Linked DNA regions of Xenopus tropicalis: region 2 is linked to region 1. A link is a contact called in public Hi-C data. All regions are on one chromosome and are shown on one strand. The core of a region is the stretch at or near the end of the contact, and the rest is flanking DNA. Distances in the headings are between cores, read along the strand shown. Region 1 has its middle 150 kb from the start of irx2. Region 2 has its middle 12 kb from the start of irx1.

Evidence for each region. Hi-C and Micro-C count contacts between places; a contact is called where the count stands out from the background.
Region 2: a Hi-C map of gastrula embryo shows a contact between it and region 1, with 2.6 times the contacts expected there. The contact joins two enhancer-like sites. A contact is called at or near these places in 3 of 5 Hi-C or Micro-C datasets (gastrula embryo, neurula embryo and tailbud embryo).

What each region holds. Positions count from the first base shown.
Region 1 is chr6:67,914,078-67,920,997 of UCB_Xtro_10.0, forward strand. No RefSeq gene overlaps it. Among named protein-coding and RNA genes, the nearest start is that of irx2, 150 kb to the left of the region's middle. Within about 2 kb of position 3,409, at least 4 of the 11 cell types and tissues checked have an H3K27ac peak or open chromatin away from gene starts, as enhancers often do. A contact at or near this core is called in gastrula embryo and neurula embryo, where this site is marked.
Region 2 is chr6:68,184,439-68,191,142 of UCB_Xtro_10.0, forward strand. No RefSeq gene overlaps it. Among named protein-coding and RNA genes, the nearest start is that of irx1, 12 kb to the right of the region's middle. Within about 2 kb of position 4,298, at least 3 of the 11 cell types and tissues checked have an H3K27ac peak or open chromatin away from gene starts, as enhancers often do. A contact at or near this core is called in gastrula embryo and neurula embryo, where this site is marked.

The DNA.
Region 1 (6,920 bases), core at 2,159-4,658:
TATGACAGGTTGTCTGTGGCACAGCAGGAACATGATGCTTGAGGGGTTAAGTGTTACTTTCCTCCTGGCTCCTACATGGTCCTCTGTACAGACAAACAAGGATGATGTGTAGGGTAAATCCGTCACCATAGCTGATGACATGATGGATTGTCTTTGTCACTGTCACCAGAATAAAATCACTCTGTTGCTGATAAGTGGACTTGTTTCCTTACTCACTAAGAATGATTGTTTTGTTTTATTTTTTTCTCATTCATTTTCTTTCATTTCATTTCTTTTTCTTTCTGCTTTGCTTTTGTTTAGAAGTTTATACACACAATCATTTCCAATACAAACACTCTAGAAATGTAAAATGTTTGCATGTACATAAAGGCATAATTCTCTATTAGTATACAGTAAAGTGCTTCTACCACATCAATAAAAGCAATTACAATAAACTAATGATAATGTTAATATACACAAGAACAATTTAGAATTGGAAAAAATAGGTAGCCTGGTATGTATAAAAAGTTTTGTTGTTTGAATGAGCTATTCTCTCATTTACCTATTAAAATGTTGACTCTAGGCCAGGGTTATTCTTCCTCTTGTTTTTACAATTATAACTTTCCTACATTTCCTCCACTCAGGCTGAAATTTGGTGAAAGGTGTAAAGATAGTTATTGCAGTAATGTTTTAGTGCAAATCTTACTGCATAAATTATTTTTGTTTTGGTGCTTTTATTGCATATTAACAATGTTATTGCGTTTTCAGTACTTTATTATTGGTGATTACTTGTTTGAGCCCAAAAAATATGTACTGCACATCAAGACTAGTTGACTGGAGATTTTGAATACCGATCTCACTGTTCAATATTTGTTATTTTATTTTATTTTCTTTCTTGTATTTTAGTGATTTTACTGCATTTTGCATTGTTTTGCCATAAATATGCATATTTATGCATATTCTGTATCAATTAGTTTAAAAATGACAAAAACTTTTGTCATTTGTAAAAATTTTGGCAATGGATTGACATTTATTACACCGGAGTAGAAAAACATTATACCCATTTTTAAGTTATCAATTTGTTTTAATAAATATGATTTTGCTAGGGTCCAAATTACCCTAGCAACCAGTCTTTCATCTGAATAAGAGAAAAGGAGATGGCCCGATTAGAAAGGTAATAAAAAGCAACAATAACAATAAGATTGTAACCTCACAGAGCAATAGTGTTTTTTGGCTTTCGGTGTCCATGACCCCATTTTAAAGCTGGAAAGAGGCAGGCAAGAGAAAGGCAAATAATTCAACAACTATAAAAACAAAAAAAATACAATTAACCATTCTATAATATACTAAAAGTTAGCATAAAGGTGAGTCACCGCTTTAATGAACTGGAGCAAAGTAGTGTTTACATTTTGTCTGTGAGACTCAAATTATGCAGTACAGCATTTCCTTTCTTGGAAGCTGTGACTTTAACTACAGTAGGCTGGGCTGTCAGTAAGTATGGTGTAAGTCATCAGCAAACAGGCTCATTACAGTTGTCTGCATACAAAGTAACTAGGAACCCAAAGAGTCATCTGCCAATAAAGCACATGAACCCTTAATGTGTTGTGCAAATCTATAGGTATCAAATGACCAATCTGATTTATTTTTCAGTGTTCACCTGTGAATATGTCAGATTACAATCATTAGCATGCTTTGCTCCTTTGGGGGTAATTTGCCACCATTTTGATGACTTCCCTCACTGTTTAATCACTAATGAAAATTGAATTGTAGGCTTAATTGTTCAGGTTTCAAAGGACCCACATATGCAAATAGAAGGTCAATAACATGTTGTTGTCTTTACTAAGAAAGAAATTACTTTGTTACTACAGTGTTAATATGTTTTTTAAAAAGCTGAATAATCAAAGTGGTGGTTTCAGCAACTGTGTCTTTGAAGATGGTGTTTACTTCATTATTACTTTTTACTGGTACTAAGTTGAAGTAAACAGCTCAGTTAACAAGTTTCCTTCCCATTTCTTTCTAAAGACTAGTAAAGCAAGGTTATTGCACGTTTTTGTCTGTCTGGCAAAGATAAATACACACAAGTATATTTTTCTTGTCCCTCTATATTAATGTATATAAGTAATGTATGCTGACTGTGCATTTCTATGTGATAAGATTTCTAGATTTGAAAATAACACAATAATAAAAGGGCTTATTTACATATACAAAATGACTCATTTGCATGTACAAAGTGCAAAAAAAGACTGCATTCAGCCATTTTCTTGCAATTTGCACACTGCGTAGTGCATTGTGCAAAAAGCTGTAGTTCTTTGTGCTTTGTTTTTTAGGAACCAACTAAAATGTGTTTTGTTTGGCTTCTTATTGCCCAGCCACACTGATAGAAGATCAATAATTAGGCAATTATGTATAAAAACAATAGTGAACATCAAATTATAGCATTTGATATATGATATGAAAAATGTGTTTTGAAAGGCTAACTTTAACAAGCCCAAGAAAGCCTAAAAGATAGACGAGATAGACAAATTTAGGATGAAATGATTGACATTTCATTCATTTTGAAAAGTCACTATGGGTTCATGGTTTATTGCTTAGTAGTCAAGTTCACCTGGTTACCATAATACTTGAATTATTACTATTAATTAGTCATGACTGAATTTGTCTCATTTTGTTCTACAAAAAAATTGAAAAATGGCAAAAGTACATTGAAGTCAATGGGCGTCATTTTCTTACCACACAACTGTTTTCACCCATTGAAGTGTATGGGCATGTTTTTGTGGCAAAACCTGGTGAACAAATAGCCCAGCAAAGCAGTAGGCATCTGCACTGAATATATGTGTGTATATACAGGTATATATATATATATATATATATATATATATAAATGCCAATTCACATATAGCAGTAATTACACACATAATAGAGTAATCTCCAGCAGTATTTTCTTAAACAAAATCAAAGGATTCTTATATTTGGCTGTTTGTGCAAAAACTGAAATTTTAGCCCATTGAATCAATTCTTTCAAATCTGTTTAATGCTGGCTAAACCTAAGCATGATATAAATAGGTAAACTCAGAAATTATTTTGAAAATAGTTGACAACATCAAAAAAACTGTCAAATCCCTTGCTTACCTGCTATGGTTTTGAAGTTTTAATCTGGCCTGTCATTATAAAAAAAACTGTGTGGTCTGTATTTTAATCCTTAAACTCACCAGTCTCTTTATTGCATGCAGTGTGGTCTTGAATTGCAAAATGTTTTAAACATCCATAATGAGCTCAGTGTCAAACTGTTGGTAGTTTTGTCTTTAACAATAAGCAGTTAGCACAACTAAACTGAAAGAAATTACTTTAGTGAGATACTAAAAACACTGCCTTTCAGCTCATAATGCCATTAAACAAATGCAGATCATGTATTGTGTCCCTCTTTTTTCTTATTTTTGTTTTTTACTTGTAGGAGGAGACCTGTTTAAAATCAAATCTACATAAAAAGGCCCAGACAAACAGACTGAAGTGTAAATGCCTGAAAATGCCTTCTATCAGTCTAATCTATCTTTGTATATACAGTACAAGTACAAACTACTTAACAATAAGGTTTTTACAAAGTGTTAGTTAGTCAGGATGCAATTCATTTTAGTGACTGATATGATATACTGATACTTATTATTTTATAATAGTAATTGCAGTTTGTAAAATCTAAAGGGCTCATTAACTAATGTTAAATCAATTGAATTGCAGGCACACAAGATTACTGATGCCACCAGTACCCCCTTATTGCACCCACACATACTGCACCAAATTTACCAATAGGGTACAAATTTAGTACCAGCATTAAACCATCAGGCTCAACATGTTTTGTGAGCAAATTTTATAGTGCAGCCAATTAATTATAAATGTATTACTAATTCATTATGTATATAACAAATACCTTAATTATTATGCAATCCTGATTACAATAGTAAAGATGGATTATATTATATTAATTTCATTTTTTTTTTTATCAAACATAGTTACAGAAAAAGTAGATTCTGTTGTTAAACTAACATGACATAAAGTAAAATGAATTTTTTAAGAAATGAGGAAAACGTTTTTCACGTGTAATTTAACCTGTTTTTATTTTCATTTCGAAAGAAATAAAGATCTGGCATATTTATATATTTATCTCTTTTCACTTTTTAAAAAAAAAAAAACATGATTCTTTTATGTTTGGAATGCTGTTCTTTTAAGAAGAAAAAGTTCAATTAGATTTTGTGATAATCTTTAAACACAATCCTGTGTTTTAAGACTATGGGACTAAAGTCTTGACCTATAGCTCTAAGTACAGGCCACTTTCATTCCTGTTGCTAACCTAGGATGGTGTAAAAAATTACAGTGAATGGTAATTCATCCTTTAGAAATCCCATGATCCTAGTGCTGCAGTTGCTGCCAAAGATCTGAATGCCTTTTCCTAAATCTCTGTAATCCAATAAGCTTTTGTGTTTAGCAGCTTGTTTTGAAACTTGTATAGCACCCCAGCCTGTGTCTCCGTATGTTCGTTTGCAGGCAGGTGAGTGCCTCGGGGCCTTATTATTATTCAAGCTAGGGGGTTTTCACAGCCCCGACCAGAATGTAATTTGTAATTAACTGTCATTTACTTCTATCTGCATTGAGTTGTTGTTCAAAAGACAATGAATCTGAGCTAGCCACTCGTTACTGTTTGTTGTAGGTGTAATGTCTCTTAGATCTCGCTGTTTCCATGCCCTTCAGGAAAGCCCTCTACCACAAAATTGAGGAATGGAATTTTTTTTTTTTTTGTTAAATAAATGCAAGGTGACAGACTCACAAATCACAGTTGCTGGGTTGTTTTACTGAATTGCCCAGTGCTGCTTAGCATTCCACTAATTAATGTCTACGTGTTTATGGCACAGCTGAAATAAATTACATAGACAAACACAGCTTCAGATAAAATTCTAATCAATGTAAACCATTTCCCTTTTGCTTGGGTTATTCAAATACCCTGAGAGAAAGTCAACAAGTTATTTATCAGCTGTTAACGCCTTAGTCCAAAAGGTGAACATTAGTATCAAATGAAATTTAAATAATTAAGAAAGGCTTGTTTTTAAACCCCCACCCAAATCACTTTTGACACATTCATTTTAACAGACATTGTTTTGTTTGATCAAAATAGGTATTTTCTTGTAAGTTAGCTTCTATGTGAGACTTGGTTAAACCAGTGACGCAATTTTATCCACGCCGGTCCCCATAAATATTTCTGGGTACCCCTTTTTTCACACATGTGACGTGCCATCACCCTGCTTCCTGCTGTGTGGATATGTCTGGTGGTACATGCAGGGTCAAATGTTCCTTGGGAGGCCTCTTTTCCCCCAGGCCCCTATAGTTGCAATGACAGGTCCCCTTACTGTTACTCCCCTGTAAACATTTATTTTATTATGTATTATGTATCTTTATTGTCATAGTTTAATTTTGTAGCATTGTTTCATACAGTGGGTATGAAAGATAGCATTCAAATACATTTATAGGGATAACAGCAGATATCCACAAAAATGCTGCTGTATTATACCCACTGGATTGAGATGTCTAGATGAAGTAATTGCATATTTACATATGCTGGTATTGTTGGTTTTTAATAGTGATGAGCAAATGTATCATGCAAGGATTTGCCGCTGGTGATTTTTTCTGCATAACCACAGCAAAAAATCACTGTGAAAATTTTCGCTGCAAAAAAAAAACACTGCAAAAAAATGGCCATTCACTTCAGTGCATTTGAAATGAGAGAAAATGCCCATTGACTTCAATGTGTATCACAAATTTTTCCACATTTTTAACAATTTTTCAGCAAAGCAAAATGGGACAGATTTGCTCATGACTAGTTTTTAACTATAAGGCTAATGCCACACCATGCGTATGGCGCTTGCTGAAAATATGCGCCATACGCTCCTACCTGTGCCTGCATCCGAATGAATGGAATATGCTTGCGTGCAGGCACAGGTAGGAGCGTAGGGAGCTTATTTTATTTACCTATGGTTGCTGCATTTTGAGACATTATTAAGACTTGGAGGCCTATTTATTATGCTTTGTAAATTAAATTTGGCAAAAAATGGTGTAAAAAGCTGTATAAAATAAATGGTGAATTTCGTCATCCGGATGCCAGATTTTATGCCGTTACTTTATGCAAATTTCAGCAGAAGAAAAAACATATAAAAAATTCAACCGTTTTTTAAGGGGCGAAGTCTGGCAATGTGTGGTGAATTTTGTTGCTGTTTTTTACACAGCATAATAAATAGGCCCCCTTGGTGTTTGAATACATTTAAATATATATCTAATAGTGATGAGCAAAACATATTTTTCTAGGTTTCACTGCAAAAAAACACCCATAGACTTTAATGTATTTTGTATTGGAAATAAAGTCACTGCAATAAAAAAAAACTGACCATTAACTTTAATGTCCTTCGCAAATTTTTCTGGGAAGCAAAAAGGGTCAGAATCGCCCATCACTAATACCTACGTTTCTAATAAATGCAGAAGACTGAACTGGTGAGACAAAGTTAGCATTATTTTTATTAATTAGCAGAGCATTATATAAACTTAGTTTTAGATTAGTTAAAACGACTATTTCATGGGTTAGCCTCCCACTTTGAGTAAACCTACTAAAAATGTTTTCCTTTGTATGTTTTCATAATGCTCCTGGTCCAGGGAATGTTTACGGTGGCATGTATAGCTAAAAAAGAGAACTTCAGCAGTATTACTAAATTGTTCTGTGTTATTGAGGGTAGTGGTCTGGATATACAACGTTGGGCCTAAAATCTTGTCATTGACCTCCAACTGGTCTTCTGTAACCGTTCTCCCCTGTCTCACTTCTCTTTGTTTAATTATAAATAAAAAATTGTAATAGGAAAGGCTCTTCTGTAATCTGTAAACATTATTGTGACAGCAACAGCTACATTTCC
Region 2 (6,704 bases), core at 3,048-5,547, 270 kb after region 1:
TCCGCGCCCGTGCGACTTTTTCGGACGCTTGCGCGAAAAATTCGGAAAGGCTCTGCCACTGTTTACAATCATTCGGTATGAAAATTTTGTGACTTTCGGATCACCAATATGATATTATCGTGACTAATACGATTTTTCCGTAAGCATTTTCGTGATATTTGCGATCTTCAGAAATTTTCGTTTCCAATCTGAATTTTTCCCATTTGGGATTCGAATTCGTGTTTGGTAAATCTGCCCCCTAGTGTTTTGTTGTTAATTGTGGAAAAATGTGTTTATAAACAGAAAAATAAAACTTCCATATTACATTCAGAACTATTACAAGCTTTTTGAATCGACACTATGTACTTTCTATGCACTTCCTGTATTCACTTAACCCATGAGTGGCTGACTTTTAGCTGAATTAAAAACTGGTATTAGAAGTGGAAAAATGCAAGCATGGCCCAAACTGCTAAAAACAGGAAATAAATGTAAATTGCAAAAGTACTCAGAGTAGTGCCCTGGTTAAGTTTACATAAGTTCATTTTGGGGTTTAGATCTCCTTTGAGCCATATTCTTTTAACAAAATTATTTAACCACTGCTAAGTGTGTAAGTTCATTGGCCCATCGTTTTTCAGTTCTAAATACACATTGTTCAGTACCATCATTTTTTTTCCCAATTACTTTTATCGGTGTATGAGCAGGAGGTCAGAACTCAGATCTGAAGTGCAAGAGACATACTTCTGCCCATCCCCACAACAATCCAGTTATTTAGCTTAGGAACTCCATGGTTTAGGGCCAGCTGCCCAGCTGCCAGTACCTGCTCCAGGGTCAGAAGCTGAAGAGCCATCAGGAGTAAGCATTGGAGGGTGGGCAGCTGGCCCTTAAGCAACAAGCCTGTATATAGCAGGTCCCTGATACAATGTCCAATATCACATATCTTTGGCAAAAAAGACAACAGAGGCACCCACCTAAATTTAAGCACCCACACAAATTTGCATATGCCAATATACAGAGAATGAACGTTCTATGCAAATAATAATTTGTGCTCTTGTACCCTGATGGGTAATTAGGGAGAATACATTATGTTATCTTTAGATTTTGTTGTATGCAGCTCGAGACCATAGAACTAACGCTCTTCAGTGAGGAGTTGGCAAGAGCTTACAGTCATGCTGATACTTTCTTCTATAAGGCTTAATGGCTTAAGGCTTAATAATACTGAACTTATCTCTAACATTTGTGTGGGTGAGCATTTGGGGAACAGTGATCACAACATGGTCTCCTTTGAGATAATGCTGCAGAGACAGCTCTATAAGGGAGTAACTAAAACGCTCAACTTTAGACGTGCAGACTTTGCCAGTTTAAGGGCATCTCTGCAATGTGTCAACTGGGAAAGGCTTTTCATGGGGTTAGACACAGAAGGAAAATGGAACATCTTTAAAACATTGCTTTGCAGGTATACACAACAGTATATTCCCCTTGTAAGCAAGGAGAGGCATCGCAAAGCAAAACCCTTATGGCTGAATAAAAGAGTTAAGGTCGAGGTTGGTAATAAAAAACGTGCTTTTAAAGCATTCAAGTTAGCTGGGACAGCGGAAACTTTCATCAGGTACAAGGAAGCAAATAAAGCATGCAAAAAAGCTATCAGGCAAGCTAAAATAGAGATGGAAAGGGATATTGCAGCTAGGAGTAAAAAGAATCCAAAATTATTTTTTAATTATGTGAATAGTAAAAAAATGAAGCAAGAAGGGGTGGGAACTTTATTATCACGGGGAGGTACGTTGGTTGATGAGAACGGGGAAAAAGCTGAAATTTTGAACTCTTATTTTTCATCTGTCTATACATCTGAGGAGCCAGATAATGAAGGCTTCCCTTTTAATATACCCAGTGCTAGTAATTTAGCTACTGGCGCATGGGTCACTCAGGAGGAAATTCAAAAGAGACTTGAACATGTAAAGGTAAACAAAGGTCCAGGACCGGATGGGATTCATCCCAGGGTATTAAATGAGCTGAGCGCTGTGATTGCCAAGCCTCTTCACATAATTTTTCAGGATTCGTTGAGGTTTGGCATGGTGCCGAGAGACTGGCGGATTGCTAATGTGGTGCCGTTATTTAAAAAGGGATCTCGTTCTCAGCCTGAAAACTATAGGCCTGTTAGTCTGACATCAGTAGTAGGAAAGCTTCTGGAAGGGGTAATAAGGGATAGGATAGTTGAATACATTGCAGTTCACAATACTATTAGTTTGTGCCAGCATGGTTTTATGCGTAACAGATCTTGCCAGACTAATTTAGTTGCCTTTTATGAGGAGGTGAGCAGGAACCTTGATGCTGGAATGGCAGTTGATGTCATCTACTTAGATTTTGCTAAAGCGTTTGATACAGTACCGCACAGAAGGTTAATGATCAAATTGAGGAATATTGGCCTAGAACATAATATTTGTAATTGGATAGAAAACTGGCTGAAGGATAGAGTACAAAGAGTGGTGGTAAATGGAACATTTTCTAATTGGGCCAGTGTGGTTAGTGGAGTACCGCAGGGGTCAGTCCTTGGTCCTTTGCTTTTTAACTTGTTTATTAATGACCTGGAGGTGGGCATAGAGAGTACTGTTTCTGTTTTTGCTGATGACACTAAATTGTGCAAAACTATAAGTTCCATGCAGGATGCTGCCGCTTTGCAGAGCGATTTGACAAAATTGGAAAACTGGGCAGCAAACTGGAAAATGAGGTTCAATGTTGACAAGTGCAAAGTTATGCACTTTGGTAGGAATAATATAAACGCAAACTATCTACTGAATGGTAGTGTGTTGGGGGCATCCTTAATGGAGAAGGATCTAGGGGTTTTTGTAGATCACAAGTTGTCTAATTCCAGGCAGTGTCATTCTGTGGCTACTACAGCAAATAAAGTGCTGTCTTGTATAAAAAAGGGCATTGACTCAAGGGATGAGAACATATTTTTGCCGCTTTATAGGTCCCTGGTAAGGCCTCACCTTGAGTATGCAGTGCAGTTTTGGGCTCCAGTCCTTAAGAAGGATATTAATGAGCTGGAGAGAGTGCAGAGACGTGCAACTAAACTGGTAAAGGGGATGGAAGATTTAAGCTATGAGGTTAGACTGTCGAGGTTGGGGTTGTTTTCTCTGGAAAAGAGGCGCTTGCGAGGGGACATGATTACTCTGTACAAGTACATTAGAGGGGATTATAGGCAGTTGGGGGATGTTCTTTTTTCCCATAAAAACAATCAGCGCACCAGAGGTCACCCCTATAGATTAGAGGAACAGAACTTCCATTAGAAGCAGCGTAGGTGGTTTTTCACGGTGAGGGCAGTGAGGCTGTGGAATGCCCTTCCTAGTGATGTGGTAATGGCAGACTCTGTTAATGCCTTTAAGAGGGGCCTGGATGAGTTTTTGAACAAGCAGAATATCCAAGGCTATTGTGATACTAATATCTACAGTTAGTATTACTGGTTGTATATATATAGTTTATGTATGTGAGTGTATAGATTGGTTAGTATAGGTTGTGTGCTGGGTTTACTCGGATGGGTTGAACTTGATGGACAATGGTCTTTTTTCAACCCTATGTAACTATGTAACTATGTAACTAAATTGCTGTGCCATTTGCTTGTAAAGAAAATGTTCTGTATTTATAATTTGGGTTTACTGTTTCTACTGCTCTGCTATTCACCATGGAAATGTGTATTTTTGCATGCTTTATTCTTTTGAACAGGAGATCATGTAGTGTGCCTTATCAGAGCAACCAATGAAATCTCATTTTTAGACTCCTGTAAATCAGTAGACTCTTGTGGCACAATTGTCATGTTTAATGGCAGCATTACTTGCTTAATTTTACCAAGTGATTACCTGTAAATGCAGCACCTCACAGACAGAATTAACCTTATTATAGGAAAACAATTGAACAACATTGATTCACACAATGCTAATTTAAATGTATGTATGCTATGGCCTTGATTTAAACATGATTCTCTAAGCCAAATAAACTACTACTATCTGTTTTTCCTAACTGTTTAGAGATCTGTGTATATGAAACAATGAATACTTTGCCTTGTTAACCTCAAACCATTTAACAGCACAACAGTGCCAAAAACTGATCTTGCCCATTAAACGTCACTCACTGGCTGTTTCCCTAATAAACAAGGGTGTTTTTGCTAGCTACGTGTAGATAATAATCATTTTATCTGCATTTCAACTTAATTAGGGCTTAATTAGGACTCATATGCAAAGTGGACTGCCACAACAGTATGTGCCTTGTTGTAGGGTCCTGAAATCAGGCTTCAGATCCAATAAACTAATCTTTCTTCTAACTGACTTACCCTCCCCATTTCCACACCTTCAGTCACACTGGATTACAAAGCCTGCTTTTGAGGAAGTTAGAGAGGGCGTTTACAAGATAGAGAGATCGTTTACATCATAAAGACTCAGCTTCTGTCGAAAACACTACACATCTTCAGTGATTATAATTGCAAGCCTGTTTACTGTGTAGCTTTTGTAAATACTAGCTTCCTTGCCAACTAATTACATTTTATTAAACGTGTAGCTGTCTAATAAAATGGCACTGATACAACAAATCTGCACAGAAATTCATTTTTAACTAAAGTCTGGAGCCTGAAATAAGCTTTCTATAACCTATATTCTTGTTGAGCCCCCTATTTTTTTCAGTGACAGAGAAGTGATTACATTTAGAGAAAATAAGACCCAGACAAGAAGGCGAGGATCAAATCCTGTCTTTACTTAGAGAAGGTTAAAAAAAAAGCTGTTTTACCCTTGGTACCAAGACAGTGTAATGTAGAGCATTCAGAACTGAGCTTAAGGCTACACAGGGCTGCAGATTTTTAACTAAATATTAACAAAATAAAGGTCCCATAAAATCCACACCTCCATTCTGATTTTCATTTTTTTATTTCCATTTCTTTGTTAGTCCCCACAAAGTGGCTGTTCAGGTATAATAGGAATAATGTGTTAATGTTATATATGTTTAATGTATTTAGTTATATATATTACACAATGTAACAGTCATAAATATCTGCAAGCTTTTTAATAAACTTATAACTTTGAGTTATAGCGATATAGAGATAGAATACAAAAATGATATATGATAAAGGCTACGTTAAAAATATAATTGTTATTTCTGTTATTATCATAAAATATAGGCACTATGCCAACTACATTCAGTTAAAAATTGAATGCTTTTTATTATACATTTGATCAGTAAATTCTACACCTACACTGCAACCCACGGTCAACAGTTATTCAAGTGTAGTATTATAGAAAAGCACCCACCCTAGAATAATTAGCACAACAATACACTTAAAAAAGAGCATATGTCAGCCCCGTGGTGCAGAGGGCAGATCTTATTACACAAAGAGAAGGCTTTTATACAAACCAGAACAGGCATTTCCATGATACTCATATAGGTTTTTCCCCCTTTTTCCTTTTTCTTGAATAATGATTCCTTTCTAACTTGCTTCTTGTAGCTTTTTATTTTAAAGACAAGAGGCTTGCATTGCCTTCAAAGCTTTCTATAAAATTTTATTCTAATATATTTACTATGTTAAAACGTTTATACAAGCTAATTTAAAATGGTCATCTTTTTAGCAGCTAAAAGCTGCTAAATTAAAGTTGGTGTTGGAAAAAAGCAGGGCAATACAAATCAATATGTAGACAAAAATGTTTAACTCTTATTATAATGTGATGATATTTTAAAAACTTTATTAACTATAGAATTTAGATTTTGGAAGTGTATTATCATTGGGTCGGTGCATATTTTAGAACAAACCTTTTAGTTCTGAACTAACTAAAGACTAAGGCAATTATTTTCCATATAGAGTATACAAAGTGCAGGTTTCAAACACAATTCACAATGTTTCTTTTACTCACAATGAAAATAACTGTGACCACACAAGAAGTTGCACCAGCCAAAATGGCATGCAATGCATCTAAACAAACTCAAGTTGCACTGTATGTGTGGTCACGAATATGGTGCATATTACGGCTAACATGCGGCTGTTGCATCACTTCTAGAGCATGTGTTAAAAACAGTGTTACCTTCCAATTTGCTGGATTTAAGTCTGGTACACCTATTGATACAACCCATGTGGGAACCCTGAAACTACCAACACACTCAGAGTGGTAGCTCCACGGTTCCCTAATATCAATACCTGTAGGCTGAGTAATATCACAGAGAGTAAGTGAGAAGCAGAGGTAATTTGACATTTTACTGCCAATAGACTAGTAACAATAGTGCAAGCTAGAACACTAAATATATTCTGCAGAATGCTTTACCATACCTTAGTAAACAGTCATGGAAGCTCCCTCTATTTGTTTAAGATACAGCTGCCATTTTAGCTTGGTCTGGCTTCCCTGCCCGCACACTTCTCCTGGAACAGCTCTAAATTTAGATTACACAGCAGAGATGGGAGGGGAAGCAGAAGAAGGGAGGGGTAGAGAGGAGCAAACTGAGCAGACTCATGCCATGCCCTGAAGGATTTTTCTGAGTGCAGGAAGTCTGAAGTCTGAAACAGAAGATCATGAATACAGAATAGCAGGAAAGAAATGTGGCGTTTCTTTTTACTGAGGACAGCAGTTCTGTAAATGCTTATGGCTGCATTTACATAGATCTTTCTGAAGCTTACTTAGTTTTCACCTTTCCTTCTACTTTAAGCCTTCTCAATAAGCTTCCAGTAAGGATAAGGGGTAATGTTGTTAGTTGGCCTCCTC